Regions from separate parts of the Oryctolagus cuniculus genome. Here region 2 is linked to region 1. The links are chromatin contacts, called in public Micro-C maps. All regions are on one chromosome and are shown on one strand. The core of a region is the stretch at or near the end of the contact, and the rest is flanking DNA. Distances in the headings are between cores, read along the strand shown. Region 1 holds the start of LOC127491831. Region 2 has its middle 14 kb from the start of TEX44.

Region 1 (3,483 bases), core at 670-3,169:
ACCCGGCAGGTACGCGCGCGCACACACACACACACAGGGGTCTCAGAAGGGACGGCAGTGGAGTTGGTGGAGGAGCTGATGCCCCTGAGGCCCCACAGACACGGGGGGTGGGGGCGTAAGCCCTGGCCTCAGCCCCAAGCAGCGCTCCCACCTGCCCTCACCCTCAGGCTGTCTTCTCTCCTCCGCTGGCCAAGGTTGGGCCAGGGCCTGGAATGCCTTTATTGACCACCAGGGGGCGCATGAGCATTGACTAATCCATCAGCCCAGCCTCCTTCCAAAATTCTCACTCATTCATTCCTAAATATGCATTAAGAACTCATTTTGTGTCAAGTGCTAGGACTCAGGGAAGAAAATGGGGGAAGGGGAGGTGGAGGGCAAGGGAAGAGACTTGTGCCTATAGTTTAGTGGGCAGGTGTTAGCAAGAGGGACTGAATCAGAAATACAGCTAGAACGCACGGAATAGCCGCTGTCTCAAGCTGTTCTGGATTTCTGACGGGCACTAAGGCGTTTCCTCCAGGCTGGCTTGGGCTGGGGGATCTTTCTACTTTATTATGCAGGCAGTAAGGCAGACCTGGTGGTGGTTAGCACTTCACGGGGGTGTCGTAGGGTCGGTGTGCAATCGTGTGCAGCACTCGGAACACTGCCCAGTCGTGACAGAGGGGAACTGAGGCACAGGAGGCCTACGGAGTAAGAGGCCACCCTGGTTCCCGAGTGTGGGCTCACCCAGCTCCCAGGCCTCCTGGTAGACCCAGTCGGGGGTTCTGGGGACACTGGGGCCAGGAGGCACTAGAGAACTTTAACAGGAGAGACACGATCGAGTGCGCATCTCACGCTGGCTGCAGAGTGGGCCAGCCAGCTGGCGGGGTAGCAGTGGAGGGCCGGAGCCCCGCACCATCTGAGAGAGGCCCAAGAGGCAACCTGGAGGGGCGGAGCCGGGGGAGGAAGAGGCAGAAGCCAGGATGTGGAGGGGGAGAGCTGGCGGCACCCAGGACACCCAGGTGGAGAAGCCTGGGAGGTCCAGGCCTGTGGGGCTGCAAACGAGGGAGAGCGGCACCAGGACCTGCCGCCTGTCTTTCCTGCAGTTACTGTGAGGGCCAGGAACGCCCAATTCCGGCTGCCTTCTGTCCCGGGCCTGTGGGGCTCAGGGCTCCAGGGGGGTGGGCACTGAACCAGTCTTTCATCCCAGCAGGATGAGACGGACCCGCTGTTGGCAGCTGCCAGTCCTCAGCACAGGGCAGAGTGCTAATGTCACAGGAAGCATGCACACACACGCGTGCACACGCACGCGTGTGCCCCTCCCACACGCGTGCACACACGCGTGTGCTCGCTGAGGCTTTATCCTCACAAAGCCCTCTCTGCAGGATCGCACTTAATCCTCAGGCCACCTGGGAGGCAGGCCCGTTCGACCTCCGCTCACTGCCCCGGGAGCTGGCCCGAGCTCACGAGGTCGCCGTCCGCACCAGGACTCTTCCAGGATTTTTGCCGCAAACCGCGGGCTCCTGTCTCCCACCCACTGCCTGCACCACGCCGTCCGGGGGGTGGCGGTAGCTGTCCCTTGCCGGCTCTGATTCCCGCGCAAGGCTCGGGCTGGGGCTGCGCCCAGGGCGTGGGGTCCGAGGTGCCGGCTCTGGTAGGGCCAGGCCCCTCTGGGGGCTCCAGGAGAGCAGAGGAACCAGCCCGGCGAGGCCTGGAGCCTGCGGGAGGGTGGGGGTGGAGAGGGACGGGCCCGGGCAGGCGAGCGGGGACAAAGAGGGAGCCGGCACACCTGACGGCCCGCGGCCCGCGCCCGCCAGCGCCGATTCAAAGTGCAGCTGAGCCTGTGATTGGCGGCCCGGCCCAGCCCCACCCCTCCCTCACCTCCCGGGCGGCGACCACGGCGGCGGGAGTCGGGAGGGCGGCTCGCGCAGCCCCGTGGCCATCGACAGCCGCCCGGCGAGCCTGGGCTCGTGCCCCGTGCCCTGCGCGACCCCGTCCGGCAGCCCCGGGCTCCGGCCGTCCAGCCGCCCCTCCCCGAGCCGTCCTGTCGCCCGCGGCCTCCTCCGCGAACTCGGCTGGCCCCCAGCCCGTCCTCCCCGAGTGTCCCCTGACTCCAGGCGGCCACCAGCCCGGGCCTGTTTCCACTCCGTGCCCGTCGGGCCTCACCATGCGGCGGCACGAGGGACGAGCAGGGTCCGAGTCGCGGGGGGCTGGGCGAGGCCCCGGAAGGGTCAGCGACTTGGGGGCTCGGGTTTCGGGGCGGGCGCTAGAGGCCCCGCGCGGGCCGCGACCAATCCCCGCCCGGCCGACGCCCCCGAGCCCCGTGGCCGCGGACCGGCGTCCTTTGTTCCAATGCGCTCTGCGCCCCCCACCCTGCCCCGGCCTGCCCCAGCCCCCTGGCTTCCGGGCTGGGCTGAGCGGGGACCTGGTGGGTGCAGGGCCGGGCCCCACCCGCGAGGACTCCCTCTTGGCCGCCAGGCTGGGGCCTGCTCGTGGGCGCCCCAGGGGCTCTGGAGGGCTGGTCAAAGAAAGCCCCGGAAAATCCCTTGGGGAGGCCGAACTGGACCGTGGGCGGGGCCCCCTGGCACCTGGATCTGGCAGTGGTCCCGCGCCGGCCCCACCTTGGCACCCCGGCCTCCTCGCCCACTCACTGCCTTTGGGTACATTTGCCTAATGAGCCCCAGCCTCTTGCCGGGTCTGTTTTGTGGGTGCCTCCTCTGAGACGCCCCTGGGAGTGGCAGGTGCCTTCCTCCACCTCCTCCGGCCCACCCTGCAGTGCCTAGCAGCTCTCCCCGGCCCAGTGTCTCCTGGGGACCCACAGTGAGGTCCAGGCAGGCGGCCGAGGCTCCTCCAGGCCCGACACTGCGTGAGCTCTGTCACTCAACGGGAGTCACAGATTTCTCATCTGTGAAATGGGACCAAGCCTTGTATCAGTGTCAGCTTTTTATCCCACGTCAGGCTTGTTTGTTGTTAAAGATTAAGAGGAGCCAGTTGGAGTCCCACCTGCCCCACTTCCGATCCAGCTCTCTGCTGTGCCCTGGGGAAGCAGTGCAGGATGGCCAAGTCCTTGGTTCCCTGCACCCATGTGGGAGTCCTGGATCAGCCCAGCTCCAGATGTTGCAGCCATTTGGGAAGTGAACCAGGGGATGGAAGACCTGTCTCTCTCTCTCTGTCTCTCTCTCTCTGTAACTCTGCCTTTTAAATAAATAAATAAATCTTTAAAAAAGAAAAAAAGCAAAAAGTATCATTCTTGGATACTTCAAAGTTAATTAAGTTTCTAAAAAAAGTGAAATTAACTTCAAGATGCAATGACTTTGAATGACCCTTGTCTTGACTGTTGAGGAACGGTTTTTTTGTTTTGTTTTGTTTTGCATTTTCATGCAAACTGTTGAACTCTTTAGCATAGAGTTGGTCTTCTGTGTATAGTTAATCGAAAATGGATCTTAGTGGAGAATGGGACTGGGACTGGGAGAGGGAGGAGGAAGGGGTGGGAGAGTGGCTGGGAGG
Region 2 (3,483 bases), core at 540-3,039, 50 kb before region 1:
GAGCGGTTGGCAGGTGCCCTGGGGTAGGTGAGGCCACTCCAGAGAGAACAGAGAGACGAGCCCAGAAGCAGGTGGGCCCTGTGTGCAGATGGCGGGCTCCCGTAACTGCCCATCACTCTGAGTCCTTGTGCCAGGTGTATATGGATCTGGTTGTGGCTGGTATTTATGGCAGACTCCGGTCTGATTGGTCCCTGTCCGGCCTGCTTAGTCAATGTTTTGAATGTCGCCATGGTTACGCTACTGGATGGCAAGGCAGAATCCAACCCAGCCCTGGGTGCAGGGGGCATGCCCAGAACCAAGCTCTGGCACGGCCAGCACCCAGAAGCGGCACACACGGGACAAGCAAGTCCCCGGCTGAGGCTGGGCGCCGCTGTGGCGCTCCACCATTCCCTCTGCTCGCTCGCTGCAAGCGCGAGAGGGAGTCAGAAGGGCCCGCCTCCCCAGCGAGGCCCTAACTTGCCAGGTCAGCCTAGGGCTAGTCTGCAGGTACACCACAGGCCATCCCGGAACCGGCCACCAGAGGGCGCTGCTCCCCCAGCCTTCCTCCCACCGGACCCCACCTGCCCACAAGAAACCCGGCCTGGAGGGGGCCCTGGCAAGCCAGCACCAGGGGGCTTTGAGAAGCAGGAAACGCGGGCGGGGTGGGGGGGGGGGATGCTGCATGCTGGTGAGAGTTGGTCCCCACCCCACTGGGCAGAAAAGCCGACTGGAAGGGGGACTTAGAAACTCATTTTCAATTCCCAAAGCAGCCCTGCGGAAGGCGTTTTGTTCCCATTTCACAGACGGGGAAGCTGAGGCCCAAAGTCCTTGGCTGAGAGCGGCAGGCCAGGTAGGGCCAGGACCGGCTCATTCGATTCCAGGCCTCCTCCGTTCCTGTACTGGACGCTTTCTAAGCCCTGGCCCCCAGGGACACCCCTACCAGCCGCCCCTTCCCTGCTCCTCATACCCAGGCTGGCAGCCTCCGTCCTCGGGAGCGCCTGGGCCTCTTGTGCTCCCAGAAGCTGCCCTGGGCCCTTACAGCCCCGTGGGGTCAGGCTGCACCCCCTGGCGCCCCCAGGCAGGGAGCAGAACAAACAATGGGATGTGGGCCTAACCTGACGCCCAGGCTTCTCCCAGCTCCCACCAACTCCTTGTATGGCCGCTGGGCCCAGTCCCGCCTCCCGCTCCATCAAGTCAGAACTGCAAAAGGCCTCAGGAGCCGTCGGGTGCAACACTTTCCTTTTCTACAGAAACCCCGTGGCGCCGCCTCCCCAGGCTCACAAGACCGGGCTAGCTCGGGAGGGAAACTCTAGCCCTCGGGCGGGAGCCGGGCCCAGGCCCCGCACCTGCAGAAAGTGGGGGGCGGGCCTAGGCCCCGGGCACCCGCCCCAGCGAGCCTGCGATCGGCCCCCTCCCCTGGCGCGGGGCGGTGGGCAGCTCGCGTGTCTGGGCGCACGTGCGCGTCGGCGCCCCGCCGTGTGCCCGAGCGCGCGCGCCCCGCCTCGCCTCTCGCCTCCGCGCGCGCTCGGGCAGCCCCGTGCGTGCCGGCGGCGCCTGGCCGAGCCGCAGCGTCCGCGGGCCGGGTGGCCGTGCGCCCCGCGGGTCGCGGCCCGCCTTCTGCCGTGCCCAGCATCTGCGGCGTGGGTGGGGCGGGGGGCTTCTGGCCGCTGGCCCCGGGCCCCGGCAGCCCCCCAACCCGGCATTTTGTTGTGCGTTGTGCCGGGGCCTCCCTCCCCCCGGCTTCCAGAGGCGCGCTCCGGGGCGGGGGCCGAAAGCAGCCGCGCCTGGGCCGGCCGGCTGGGGTGGTACCGGCCGCCCGCCCCCGCCCCCGCCCCCGCCTCGATGGGTTTTTCCATGACTGCATCCGGCCGCGGGCCGCCTTTGTTCCCGCCGTCCCTGGCCCCTGCCCGCCTCTCCCCTGCGCGCCGGGGTTTTTCCAGGGCTCAATTGGAGCATAGAGGAGCCGCCTCCCCCCTCCCCGGCAGGCCCCCCGAGCCCCTTTTCGGGGAGCCGATCCCTCCCCCTACGCGGCCTCCAGGCCTGCGGCTTTAACCCCACTTTGCTGCGCAGAAGTGGCCGCCGTGCCGCGGACGCGCGCGCCGCGGCGCCTCTGAAAGGCGCAGCCGGGGCCCCGAGCCCTGCAGGCCTGGACGTCGGCAGGCGGGGACCCCCCCTGCCTCGGGGATCCTGGAGGGCCTCGCGTTGCCCCTCAGGGATCGGGAGGTCGCGGCGGGTCCCCCGCGAGCGGGTAGCTCCACCCCCACGGGAAGACGCGCACACTCGCGGGCTGGAAGCCGCGGAGCGCCCCGCTGTCCGGGAGGAAGGGGAGGTGGGCCCAAGAGGGGCCGGGGGCATGGGATTCGAGAGCGAGGGCAGGCGCAGGGCCCGGGGGTCCCCAAGTGCCGCGAGGCGGCGAGTGCGGGCTGTGTCTGCGCGCCCGGGCGCCTCTCGGCTTTGCCCGGCCATGTTGGCGGGAAAAGTAAGACCCGCCGGCCCGCGTCCAGGGGCAGGGCGGGCCCGCGGGCTGGGGGGAGCGTCCGGGCGGAGGGAAGGGGGCTTGGGTAAGGGGTGGCCAGGTCTGGGGCTGTGGAATCCCCTTCTCGCAGCCGGCAGGGGGCGGCACTCCGGGGCGAGGACTCCCGGACCTTCCGGCTGTGCGGGGCGGGCAGGGCGCCCCCCCCCCCCTGGGCCCCCTGAGTGACCGCTCCCGGCCTGCGGGGCCAGCCCCTCCCCCTCCCAGTGGAAGATCTCGTTTCGGAGCCGTGAAGGCCGCCAGGCAGCTCTGGAAAGCCCCTTCCTCCCAGCCCCCGAACCATCCCAGGGTGAGAAATCCTGGGTCCCACGCGCCCGGGTTCCCTCCCAGGGCACTGTCTCAGGCCCTCGTGGAACTGGTGGGGGATTCCAGAAGCCAGGCCCAGCCCCTCCCGCCAGGGGAACTTCACCTGAGGCACCTGTGTCCTGCCTCAGAACGGTCACCATGGGGACCGGCCCTCCAGGTACACAACTCCCCACTCCCTGCTGCCACCCGGTATTGGTCGCACCTGTCAGACCAGCAGGGCCTCCTCAGCCCCACCTAAGAACCAGGGGTGAGGGAGCTGTGAGCAATCCAGGCCTGTCCCGCGGCCTGCAAGTCCCTGGTATACCCAGCAGTGCACACAGGCGGTCAGTGGGAGATGGGTGCTCTGTGCAGGCCGTCTCTGGCCAGGCTCGGCCTCTGGGGCAGCAGGGCAGACAGAACGAGGTGTGGAATCCAGGTGTAGAGGCGACCTGGAAAAGTAGTGGGAAATGTGCTTGGGCCCTGCACCCATGGGAGACCAGGAGAGGCACCTGGCTCCTGCCATTGGAGCAGCGCGGTGCGCCAGCCGCGGCGGCCATTGGAGGGTGAACCAACGGCAAAAAAAAGGAAGACCTTTCTCTCTGTCTCTCTCTCTCACTGTCCACTCTGCCTGTCAATAAATACATAAATAAATAAATAAATAAATAAATAAATAAATAAATAAAAAA

What was found. Hi-C and Micro-C count contacts between places; a contact is called where the count stands out from the background.
Region 2: a Micro-C map of ear pinna shows a contact between it and region 1, with 6 times the contacts expected there. The contact joins the enhancer-like site here to the promoter of LOC127491831 in region 1. A contact is called at or near these places in 4 of 6 Hi-C or Micro-C datasets (ear pinna, psoas muscle, skin fibroblasts and 1 more).

The regions. Positions count from the first base shown.
Region 1 is chr3:7,649,699-7,653,181 of mOryCun1.1, reverse strand. LOC127491831 reads right to left here and starts at 1,919. Exons shown (of 4, transcript XM_070071569.1): 1 at 1,858-1,919; 2 at 724-794. The coding sequence starts at 1,919.
Region 2 is chr3:7,699,672-7,703,154 of mOryCun1.1, reverse strand. No RefSeq gene overlaps it. Among named protein-coding and RNA genes, the nearest start is that of TEX44, 14 kb to the left of the region's middle. Within about 2 kb of position 1,789, at least 7 of the 8 cell types and tissues checked have an H3K27ac peak or open chromatin away from gene starts, as enhancers often do. A contact at or near this core is called in ear pinna, where this site is marked.